2 separate regions of the Mus musculus genome follow, and region 2 is linked to region 1. Evidence: chromatin contacts called from public promoter capture Hi-C data. All regions are on one chromosome and are shown on one strand. The core of a region is the stretch at or near the end of the contact, and the rest is flanking DNA. Distances in the headings are between cores, read along the strand shown. Region 1 overlaps Fam166c (family with sequence similarity 166, member C). Region 2 has its middle 4.2 kb from the start of Gm46907.

Region 1 (5,317 bases), core at 1,365-3,864:
CCACAGGGCATCTCCTCTTCCTCCAGCCCTGGAGCCATGACCCTGAGAAACAGTTAACACAGCCAGTGGTGCCTGCTATTGCAGAGTCCCAGATCCAGCAGCTCTTTTTTGGGGGGTGGGGGGCAGGATGCCAGAAACCCTCATGGGAGGATCAGGAAGTATTTTCCTGACCAGATACATACTCCATAGCCTTTGCTTGTGGGAACTTGACTGCTACTTCCTCTGCAAAGGCCCTTCTCAAAGCTGCACCAGTCCAAACCAGTCCAAACAGCTGCTGCCCTCTGGTGGATGAATGGGACACTACGTGGACAAGGGACAGGTCATCAGCTTGCCACCCATATCCTGTTGTCGTCGTCCCGTCCCCCCCCCCCCCACCTTCTATGGAACCCAGTCTAGGGTATGCTGGGATCCTAGTCTTGCACCAGGGACATGAGATTATCTTAAAAGTCTAACTAGCCAGGTTTTAAAAAGTAAGAAACGCCTTACAGCCCGGCTCTGGTGTCTTGAGAGAGCCCCTCGCCCGCCCCCAGGGAAGACCTTCCCTCCCTCCTGCCACCAAAGCACAGGTTTCGCAAGTTTACTCCCAGGGGCCTTATGGCTGGGAGTGGTAGGGAGGTGACCTAGAGACCAACTCGAAGCCTGTTCCTCTCCCCACTTTTGCAACCCACCTGTGTCTGTCTGGGAGGGGTGTGGACTTGGGAGGTCAGTGGACACATTTGGGTTTCTAACCTTTAACCCCTGCTTGCCTCAAGAGTCCCAGCCTCAGCATCCAGATGTAGATACAGCAGCTGCTCCCACAGAGTTTGGTACACTTTGCCGACACTGTCTTAGTACCTCTAAAAGTGCCTCTCTGTAAGACAGATGGGTCTGGCACATAAGAAAGTAAACTGAGTCCAGCGCAGACCTCAGGAGCTTGGGCGGGTTACCTGATGGTTGAAGACCCCGTCTGGGAAGAGACCTATGTTTGTTGTGGGTCAGCTCAGCCTTTGGGTTGCCTGTGTCTCTCTTGAGCCAGTTCTGAGCCAGTGAGTCCCTTGAAACTGAGCCTTTCCTGGGGACAGGTCTCTGATATCTTGCCATGTATGCCCCCTCTTGAATCTTCAGGTCCTTGTATCTCTTTCTTCTCCAAATTATCCAGTAGTCTGCACTGCTGACCGTGCCATGCCCGATACAGATAGCGTATCTTAAGTGGCTGGGGACGGTCGGCGATCAACTCTGTATCCTGGGGAGTCTCTAGCCTTTCTGAGTTACAGCACCACCATCACCACCACCATCACCTTCACCATCATCACCACCACCATCTCTACCACAGCAGCAGTCAGCATCTCCCATAACGGCTGAGTTTCTCCTCACCTTGCACTAAGTGCTTTACACAAAGAGCTTCATTTACTCCTCAGAACAAGAGGATAACAAGAGGGCAACAGTAGCAGCAGTTCACTGTCACATGGGTTTGTTTCCAGCAGGAGGCAGGGCCAGAATCCAGGTCACTTTTCTCCCGAGTCCTTGTTCACTCGGCAGATGTCACGCTGCCAATGGCTGCAGGGCCACAAAGCTATAGTGAGCACAAGGGTTATGGTGAACATTCCTCCCGCTCCTCGGGGCGCACTGCCTGACGCTGGCCCATCCTTACCCTCAGGCCTCCTCTGAGTGAGAAGAGTAAGTGGAACCTACTAAGATTATCCCCTGACTACAAGAGGACCTACCAGACCTTCCCATCAGGGAAGAGAGTTTCCTCTCAAGAGCGCCAAAGGCGGGACCTTTACTTCGAGTTCAGAGCCTGAAACCAGGTGGTTGACCCCAGGGAACCTTGGCCTGACCAGGCTGGCTTGCTTGTAATAAAATCTTCAGCCACAACCATCCCGTGTGCCTCTCAGTTGGATCTTGTCACCATGCGTGAAGGTGCCCTGAGCACTGGGGAGAGCTAAGCCGGAGAAATCCGAACCAAGAAGCTGTGCCCAGCCACTGTGGGCCATCCAGATGTGCCCAGGTCGAGGCAGGTGGGACTGGGGGATGACTAAGGCCAGGCTCATAAGGCTACCCAGGTGTCGGGCCACTCGGGGACCGAGACCTCCTGCCTGCTTTCACTAGTATAACTGAGAACACACAGCAGTGGCTAGGGTGGGTGGCATGACCCCCAAACAGTTCCCTCAGTGTTGTTACTCAGCTGACTCCCATTTCTCATTACGGAGTCTGGGACCTCGGCCCTACCTCTGGGATGCTGAGAAAGTTGCCCAAGCACACATAGTAAGGAATTAGCACAGACAGGATTTGAACCGGGTCTTTTGGGCTCCTCAGTCCTGGTTTCTCAAATACCACACGCTCATGTGGAAACAGAGGGGGTCTTAGTGATCCCAGGGGCCCTGTGGCGTGGCAGGGAGTGGGGGTGACTTGTACTCAGCTCTGACTGGACAGAGCTGGCTGATTAGGTCTTTATACATACTTGAGCTTATTTCTTGGAGGAGTGAGCTGGGACTAAACTACTCTCAGCGACATGACCTCAGGGAGTGGGTGCCAAGGTAGCAACAAGCTTTGGCAACCTTCGAGGGTCAAAGTATGCTCTCCCAACATGGCTGCTCCAGGGAAACTTTGATAGGGCAGAGGGTAGGGCACAAAGTCCCATAGACCGTTCTGGGAGGAGATCACAGCTGAGGAATGTGTCACACCATTGGGCTCCCCCAACGTTCCACCCATCTGGATTAGATCAAGCAGATTCTGTCAAGTAATGAGTCTCTATTTCAACTGAACAGGGGAGTCAAGACCTAAAGACAGGATTCAAGTGCACACTGTAGCAAAAACAACTCTTCCTTGTAATCAGACCTATCCCCTCCCTCAGATGCATATAGACAAGAAAATCCACACGCACAGCAGATAGCCATCTGGCAGCTCCCACAAGTTCCCATGATGAACTTCTCCTGTGTCCCAGAGTCTCTAGACAGCTGGACCCTAAAGTGTCCCCAGAGTGGCCAAACTCATTACAGGGCTTGGCTGAATGGCAAAGCAAATAGGCCTTAAATGCTGGTCACACATGGTCCCATCCCCAGGGTCCAAGGGTGGCAAGCAGGGCCAAGATGTCTTCTCCATGGAAGGAAGCCAGGCAAGCCAGACGCCAGCTGGAATGACAGCTATGTGTGCATCCTGATCATGGGTGGGTTCCAGAGGAGGGAAGGACGAATATTTCCCTTCTGAACTTTGTTCCATTTGGCTTAGTCTTCTCCTCTGTCGTGGGTCGAGGTTTGAACTCTGTCCTCAAAAAGGTTGCCATGCCCGCTTGCCGGGAGTTGTTGGCAAACCTGAGCCCTAGAAGAAACACCAACTCCCTATGTAGGACCTTCAGAAAGCAGTGGGTCTGGATGGGGGAAACACATATTTACTTAGCAAACAGTACTCTAGAGGTGAAGGATGGACAGAGCTGAGTCATAATTCAAATCAGATTCTACAGTGCCTGGATGCAGGGGGTGTCCAGTAGTCTTCATTGAAGCTGCCGAACCAGCCGATGACCTCCACATCAGCAGCCCCAGAAGTGAATCCGAAAAGAGCTGAAAGAGAGTCCCAGAGCCATCTGAGGTCCCCCACCTTGCCCTATCATGGCCTTTTCTGTAGGCAGTGGTCCCAGCTGGTTCAAACAGTCCTCTCTCTCTCTCTCTCTCTCTCTCTCTCTCTCTGTGTGTGTGTGTGTGTGTGTGTGTGTACATGTGTTCATGAGTGTCAATGAGGGTGCATGTACACATATGCACACGTGTGGAGACCAGAGAGCAGCCCAGGTGTGGCTCCTTAGGAGTCATTTACCTTGTTTCTGGTTTTGTTTGTTTTCAGACAAAGTCTCTTGCTGGGACCAGGGAGCCCAGGGGCCCTCCTGCTCAGCATCCCTAGCCTTGCTATTGCTAGTTTACACCACCACACCCAGCTTCTAATATGGACACTAGGGGTCAAACTCGGGTCCTCATGATTGCATAGCAAGGAGTTTAAGTTCTTTCCCCAATTCCTAAACTTTCTTTAAGCTTCTATTAGCATCACCAGAACACAAAGGGTTTCTGAATTTTTGGGTGGCCAGTGGAAAAAAACAGGAATGATTCAGACAGAGGTGCAGGGCAGGTAGATTCCAGCAGCTGTGTTGTGTGGGGCCATTGTGGAGGAAGAGGGGTTTCCTTTAATGAAGGTGATTCGAGCATGGCATCTCTAGGTTCTGCCCTAGCCCCATCCCTGGAACCTAGAGATGTCGTGTCCATCAAGGTGGTTGGAAGAAGTGTGGCCTGACCCAGTCAGAATCCCTGGGAATTCAGAATTGAGCTGGGACATTACTTTAAGAGTCACTGAAGTTAAATCAAACAGACACAAACTGTTGGGAGTCCATGACACATGATAGGCCATGTCTGGCAACCCAGAGGTTGCTGGTGTGCAGTGGAAGTAAGTGTGTAGGAGAAGAGAGAATGGGGCGGGGGGAGGGGGGTCGGGTCAGAAAGACGGAGAAGCAGGTCAGGAAGAGGGAGGGAGGGAGACAGGAATGTGTAGCTATCTTGGCTCCTGCCAAGGTTCCTGGTAGACTTGGCTCTGTCCTTTTTTGAGTTGGTTTGTAAAATTTTCAAAAGCCATCTTCCTTTTTCACCATCAAACTCATCTATTCTATGAGGCAAGGGGCAGCGTTAGGGGCAAGCGCGAAAGGCATGTGTCACCAGATGCCAACTTGGCATACATACGAAAGGCCTCTTCGGTCATGATGAGGATCATCTCTAGAGATGATGTACTCATTCTGAATTGGAAGGAACTAGAAAACTGGTAAATATGGCCTTGGAAATGCAGAGAGCCAGTCATCTGGAAGAAGTCTGGAGCATAGATCGCTAAGATCCCTTCTGCTCTCCAGTGGAACCATTTGTTTCTCTTGTCATCTCCCAGTATATCTGGGCTATGTTCAGGTCATATCTGAAGGCCAGTATGAGAGACAGACGTAGATGTCTGCCATCAGGGGCAATGGCTCTGAGGTTGTACCAACCCCACACATGGTTTGCAAACCCTGGCATCCTGTCAGCCCCTCTTGGTTCCCCAAGGTTAGCTGATTTCTCGGAAGCTTTATTTACCATTTCTGAAAGAATCAGTGAAGCCCTGCAAACCTATGAATTCCATAGGAAGAGAGAGATAGCCTTTGGTCCTGGGGAGACTAGAGAACCTTCACTCCCTCCAACCTTGGTGGAAAACCCCCGCCCTCAAGAGTGTCTTACTTCATGAAATCTGGAGATTTGGCCATGGCGTGTTCGAACTCGGAGAAGGAAAGCATACTGTCATTGTCCAGATCTGACTCACTCAGGACCTGCTGGGACAGAGG
Region 2 (5,317 bases), core at 1,578-4,077, 330 kb after region 1:
TGACAGACTCTCTCATTAGGGTTTCTGAGGTTGCAAACAGTGAGTTTGCTCCCAGGCTTTGCTCACTCATGGCCTGTTGGCAGCCTCCTCAGGGCCACTCCCTGCCCCCGTGCCCATCAGATTAGTTTACAGTAGCAAAGACGGTTGTCGCCCTAGTTTTAAACATAGAGATGGGGTTCAGGAGGATGACGGCCCCCATCCAACAGTAGAATCTGTTCTTTGTCGAATGCCAATCTGGGTTTAAATGGCAGGATGCGCCTGCCTGTGGTCTGATGGGAGCTCTGGGGCCTGAGAGCTACATTCCTTCCTCTGGTCCTCTCTGTGTCACATAGCTCACCCAAATACCCGAGGAGGACAGAAGGAGACAGCTGTGCTGGAGAGCTGCCCTTCCTGGGCTGAGTGTATTTTGGGAATCGGTGTTATTACTGATTCTGTGTGATTACTGGGGTGGAGGGTGGTGAATTAAGCAAGGAAATGTGTCAAGGCTAGAGAGCTGAGGCGAGTGTGAGGTGCGGTGTTCCGTGTGCAGTGTGCTATGGGACAATACCGTCTCAGGGCATCGGGGTGGCTTTTATATGGGTTAATTTGCCTTTGAAATACATACCAGTGTTTTACGGATAATGACTGAATGCTTTATAAACTGGTCCTCTTAAGAAACAAGACTGAAACCGCTCTTACACACCGACCCAGCTGCTATTGTAGGTAATTGTTAAGATCAGGGAGAGGGGCATGATTTGGACCAAGTTAGACCTAGAGCTGAGTGGTATGTTATGGTTTTATAGCACTGCATTTCCTTGATCTTGAGACTACCCTGTAATTTACCCACAGCTTTTAGGTATAGGGGTGTGTGTGTGTGTGTGTGTGTGTTTGTATTCTGAGCTACATTCTAGTTTCAGAAGCAAGAAGTAGCAACCCTGCAAGGGGAGATCTTTGTGTGTCTTTGAGTTAGAGTGTTGTTCGATTTCTGTGGAGATGCCAGGGCTGCTCCACCTAACAGCCCATGCATTGTCAAGGTGGGGACCTCTGACACCTTCCTCCAATCTAATGCTCTCTGTGGGCTTAGGTGACCAACTAGCCTTAGACATGCTACTTACTGAACAAAACAGTTCCCACATGGGAGTCCACTCAGAGCTAGAATAGGGAACTCTCCAGAAATTTAGCAAGCAGCTGGAAGCAAGCATCTTTTGAATTATCCCTGAATGTAGGCAAGCAGCATTTTCAGAACCATATAGAAGATCTAAATTTTTGGGCCAAAATGCAGGTGCTCTAGTTATGTATAGAAATGTTTGTCAGGATCTTAGACACACGCTAGAACTGGACAGGACAGATGTCCTAATGTCCTCATTTCCAGGTTTTGACACGAGACTCTTAAGAGTTAAGTGATTTGCCCCAAAGTGACTTAACTAACATAAAGAGTATATGAGAGCAGTGTCAACTGTGTACACCGTGCAGTTGACTATTGGTGGTTATTAGGGTCTGAGTCAGGATTAGAACTCACATTTCCAGACTAGCACTATTCTATACAGCCACGATGCTGCATTTGTCACACTTAATAATCCAAAGGGCTGTAATAAAAATAATTTAGTAGTCTGTAATTAGCCCTGTAGACAAAGGCTGCTTTTATTGTCTGAGGTGTTGCAAGGCCAGGCAAAATGTAATGTCAAAGCGTCTAATTAAATATTTATTCTCGCCACCTTACAAATAACAATTTTCCCTTACAAGTTCCATTCCTGCTCTGGGACTCTTCTTTTGAAAACTGTGCATCTACTGACTGAAAGCAAATGCAAAGTTGGGTGTTGACATCTTCTCGGCTTATCTCCAAGGCTGCTGTGTTCTGGAAAGCAAAGCAGAGAGCTCAGACCTGGGGCTGAGTGGAAGCAAACCTGAGGGGCAGCTTCAGGGCTCCCTCCCAGCACTCAGATGGAGCCTTGCATAGGTCCTGGGAGCCACAGGGATGTCTCACCCCCTCCTTTAGAAACTAAGTTGATGGGACTGGAGAGATGGCTCAGTGGTTAAGAGCACTGATTGCTCTTCCAGAGGTCCTGAGTTCAATTCCCAGAAACCACATGATGGCTTACAACCAACTGTAATGGGATCTGATACCCTCTTCTGGTGTGTCTGAAGACAGCTACAGTGTACTCATATACATAAAATAAATGAAAAAAGATTAAAAAAAAAAAAAAGAAACTAAGTTGATCTGGCCTCTCAAAACAGATGCATCTGAGCCCAAATCCCAGTCCTCCTACTTCCTGACTGTGTGACACTGGGTAGGTTATGTAACTGCTAAGTGCTAGTTTTCTCATCTGTAGGCTAGCCTGGATGATGGCTGTCCCTTAGGGTTGTTAGAGGATGCAAGGAGAGGAGCTGCTTCATAGCAGGTAGCAATATTTATTTACATTTACTGGTGCCATAATGTCAAAATAATGTCTCAAAGTTTGTCATGAGAAGTCCATCCTGAACTAATTCAAAACTGCCCCATTCCTCGGGAGCCTTTGTGTCCAACAGAAGCAGCCATTTGTCCAGTGAAAACTTGAGAGTCACAGTGTCATTTCAACTACCAAATGAGAGAGTGTATGTATGAAATGGGCCTTTGTGACCATGCATTCAGCTGACTTGCTTGTCTGACAGAACGGCCAGGCATGAGCAGTTGACTGGAGCAGAGCCCGGGTTTGGTGTGACGTGGGGCTGCTCAGGCCTTCTGCTGGGTAGGCTCTACTAAGAATGATCAGAATCAGAAATAGGAAAGCAAGCTGCCGGGTGCCGGCCTATTAGTGAGCCTTTCGTGGCCCTTGCTCACTTCCGCTACTGTGTGAAGTGCACCTTGAACCATGACTTCACTCAGATCAGTTTCTGTACTTGTGGGAGAGAGGTCATGGGGAAAGAGCCCTTCCTTCCAGCAGGGAAGCCTCCTCCCAGAGTGAGGAGAGAGAAAGGAGGTCCTTTTGGATGGACCAGCTACAGAAAGGCTCAAGGCCTTTCTGAATTCCTAGACCAAGCCCATGTCCATACACAGGCCTCTAAAGGCTAGCTCTGTGGTGGGGAGTGGTCCCTAGGGAGCGTGTGTGTCTTCAGGCTCCATCCCCAGGACTGTAACTGAACTTGGAAAGGATCTACCTCTGGGAAGACGGATGTGGGTGTGGGGAAAGGAAAGGAGACTCAACAGGGAACTTTTAGTTCCTCTGCTTTCTTGTTTGACGTGTTTTAAGATGCACTGCTCTGGACTTAGGGGAGAGCTCGTAGACTTGACAGTGCACATGACTCCGCCATCAACACATCTTCATAGAAAACCTTTGCTAGAGTGGTCAGTGATGGAGCAGGTAGCGCTAGCTGGCTTCCTTCCTCAGACCAGGCCAGTGTCCAGAGAAGACTGGTGAGCGAGGAGGGCCCTCTCAAGTGCCTGCTTCCCAACAGCTTCTCAGTCTCTATGGAGTGCCTGCCCCAGCGTCTCCCTGCCCCTTTACTCCCCTTTGAGAATCACCCCTTCCTCTTGACAGCTGAAGGAACTAACCATTACTTCCTAATAAGGTCATTTAATTTCAACTATTGTCCAAAGCAGCATCTGCCCATGTGACCTTTACAGCAAGTATGTGAGCTGGACATGGTACCATGCGTGGAATCCCAGGACAACCTGGGCTGCATAGTGAGTCTGCTTCTCAAAAAACAGCATGTTAAGTCCTGTGCCTCTTACAAAAGAGCTTGAAGCTTCAGGGACCTAACTGAAGTATGGATACACTCTGTGACGATAGCTGCAATCTCTATCAGGCCTGGCTGCTCCTTTACTCAATACTGACAGCTTTCGGTGGAAATGACTAATAAGGGGCTGGAGAGATGGCTCAGCGGTTACGGGCACTTGTTGTTCTATGGCCTGGGTTGGGTTCCCAGCACACCCATGATGGCTCATGACCATCTGTAGGAACTCAGGCAGTGCATATACATGCAGGCAAAATAGTCAAGCACATAACTAAATCTCAAAAGAAGGAAAAACACAATGACTACCATGGTGTGATAAGAACTCACTAAGTGATGTTGAAGTTTTGATTTTGTCATCAGTTGGTCGTTGTTGTTTTTAGCCAGGTGTCGTGTTGAGTATAGAGCGAGGACACACTCACCAGCTGGGCTGTGCTTTGAGTACTTACCCAGAAGGAGCGTGAATTGCGCTGACTAGTTTACAGTCCATCACCCAATCTTTCTTTGGCTGGGAGTACAAATCTGCACGGTAGCTCCCAGGGTTGGGGAGGCATCCTGCAGCCAGGAGTGGGTTTTCCCCATGTGAAGCTGGCTGGCCAGTTCTTGCCACACACTAGATTCTAAGATCTCACTAGCACCATGCCCTACCAACTTTGCTGAGCTGCCTAGACGTTGTTTTTCAATGTCTTAACATCGGTGCTCTAAGCTCTGGATGCTTCATTTCCCTAACGTAAAGAACTTAGTCCATCTGGTGTGTTCTGACTCCACGCATTGTTGTTCATAAAACTATTTCCTAATATGTAGGAAATACATACCACTTATATGATATGATTTAAGAGAGCTGAGCAAGAAGTATGACTCCAAATCTGCCTAATATTTTAGACTACATACATGTACACACACACACACACACACACACACACACACACACACACACACACGGCCTTAAAAAGACACATATCCTTAGGCCATAAATTGCCATTTTCAGACTATTTAGGGTCTTTGGTTAAAGTTGTGTTTAAAACTACATAGTTTTTATTAATATACCAGTATTAATAATATAAAATATTTGTCAGCACTTGGGAGGCAGAGACAGGCAGATTTCTGAGTTCGAGGCCAGCCTGGTCTACAAAGTGAGTTCTGGGACAGCCTGTTTCGAAAAACCAAAAAAAAAAAATTGTTTTTGAAAAAGTGACTTGGCAGTCAGAACTGTTGGGCATGGTGGCCCACATCTTTAATGCCAGCATTCCAGAAGTAGAAACAGGTGGATTTCTTTGAGTTCAGAGCCAACATGGTCTATGTACTTGTCTCTACAGGCTAGCCAGGGCTACAGTGTGAGCCCTGCTACAATTTTCTCAATCTTCCCCATCCCCCAAAATTAAGTAAAACAACCAGAAGTGTAAGATATGGAGGGCTGGTCAAGTTCACAGAAATAAAATAGTACATAGGCATTAAAAGTATTTAATATTATTGAAGCCAGGGATAGTTGCAAGTATCTGTAATCCTAGCCCTCAGTGGACTGAGACAGGAAGATCCAAAGGCAAGGCCAGCCTGGGTTGTACCCTAAGCCCCTGTCTCAAACACAAACACACTCATACACACATATACAGTGACACAACAGGGCTGTGTG

What was found. Promoter capture Hi-C pulls out the DNA fragments that hold promoters and counts their contacts.
Region 2: a contact with region 1 is called in a promoter capture Hi-C map of liver, with 2.1 times the contacts expected there. The contact joins two enhancer-like sites. A contact is called at or near these places in 5 of 39 promoter capture datasets (the C10 cell line, the HPC-7 cell line, embryonic stem cells and 2 more) and 1 of 115 datasets of contacts at active chromatin or transcription factors (embryonic stem cells).

What each region holds. Positions count from the first base shown.
Region 1 is chr5:30,482,232-30,487,548 of GRCm38.p6, forward strand. It overlaps Fam166c (family with sequence similarity 166, member C), which reads left to right. Exons shown (of 4, transcript NM_029285.1): 4 at 1,637-1,856. The coding sequence ends at 1,781. Cib4 (calcium and integrin binding family member 4) reads right to left here. Exons shown (of 7, transcript NM_028483.1): 6 at 5,214-5,302; 7 at 3,353-3,536. The coding sequence ends at 3,506. Among named protein-coding and RNA genes, the nearest start is that of Fam166c, 19 kb to the left of the region's middle. Within about 2 kb of position 2,615, at least 5 of the 459 cell types and tissues checked have an H3K27ac peak or open chromatin away from gene starts, as enhancers often do. A contact at or near this core is called in liver, where this site is marked.
Region 2 is chr5:30,816,309-30,821,625 of GRCm38.p6, forward strand. It overlaps a transcript of Mapre3 not described here. Among named protein-coding and RNA genes, the nearest start is that of Gm46907, 4.2 kb to the left of the region's middle. Within about 2 kb of position 2,828, at least 22 of the 459 cell types and tissues checked have an H3K27ac peak or open chromatin away from gene starts, as enhancers often do. A contact at or near this core is called in liver, where this site is marked.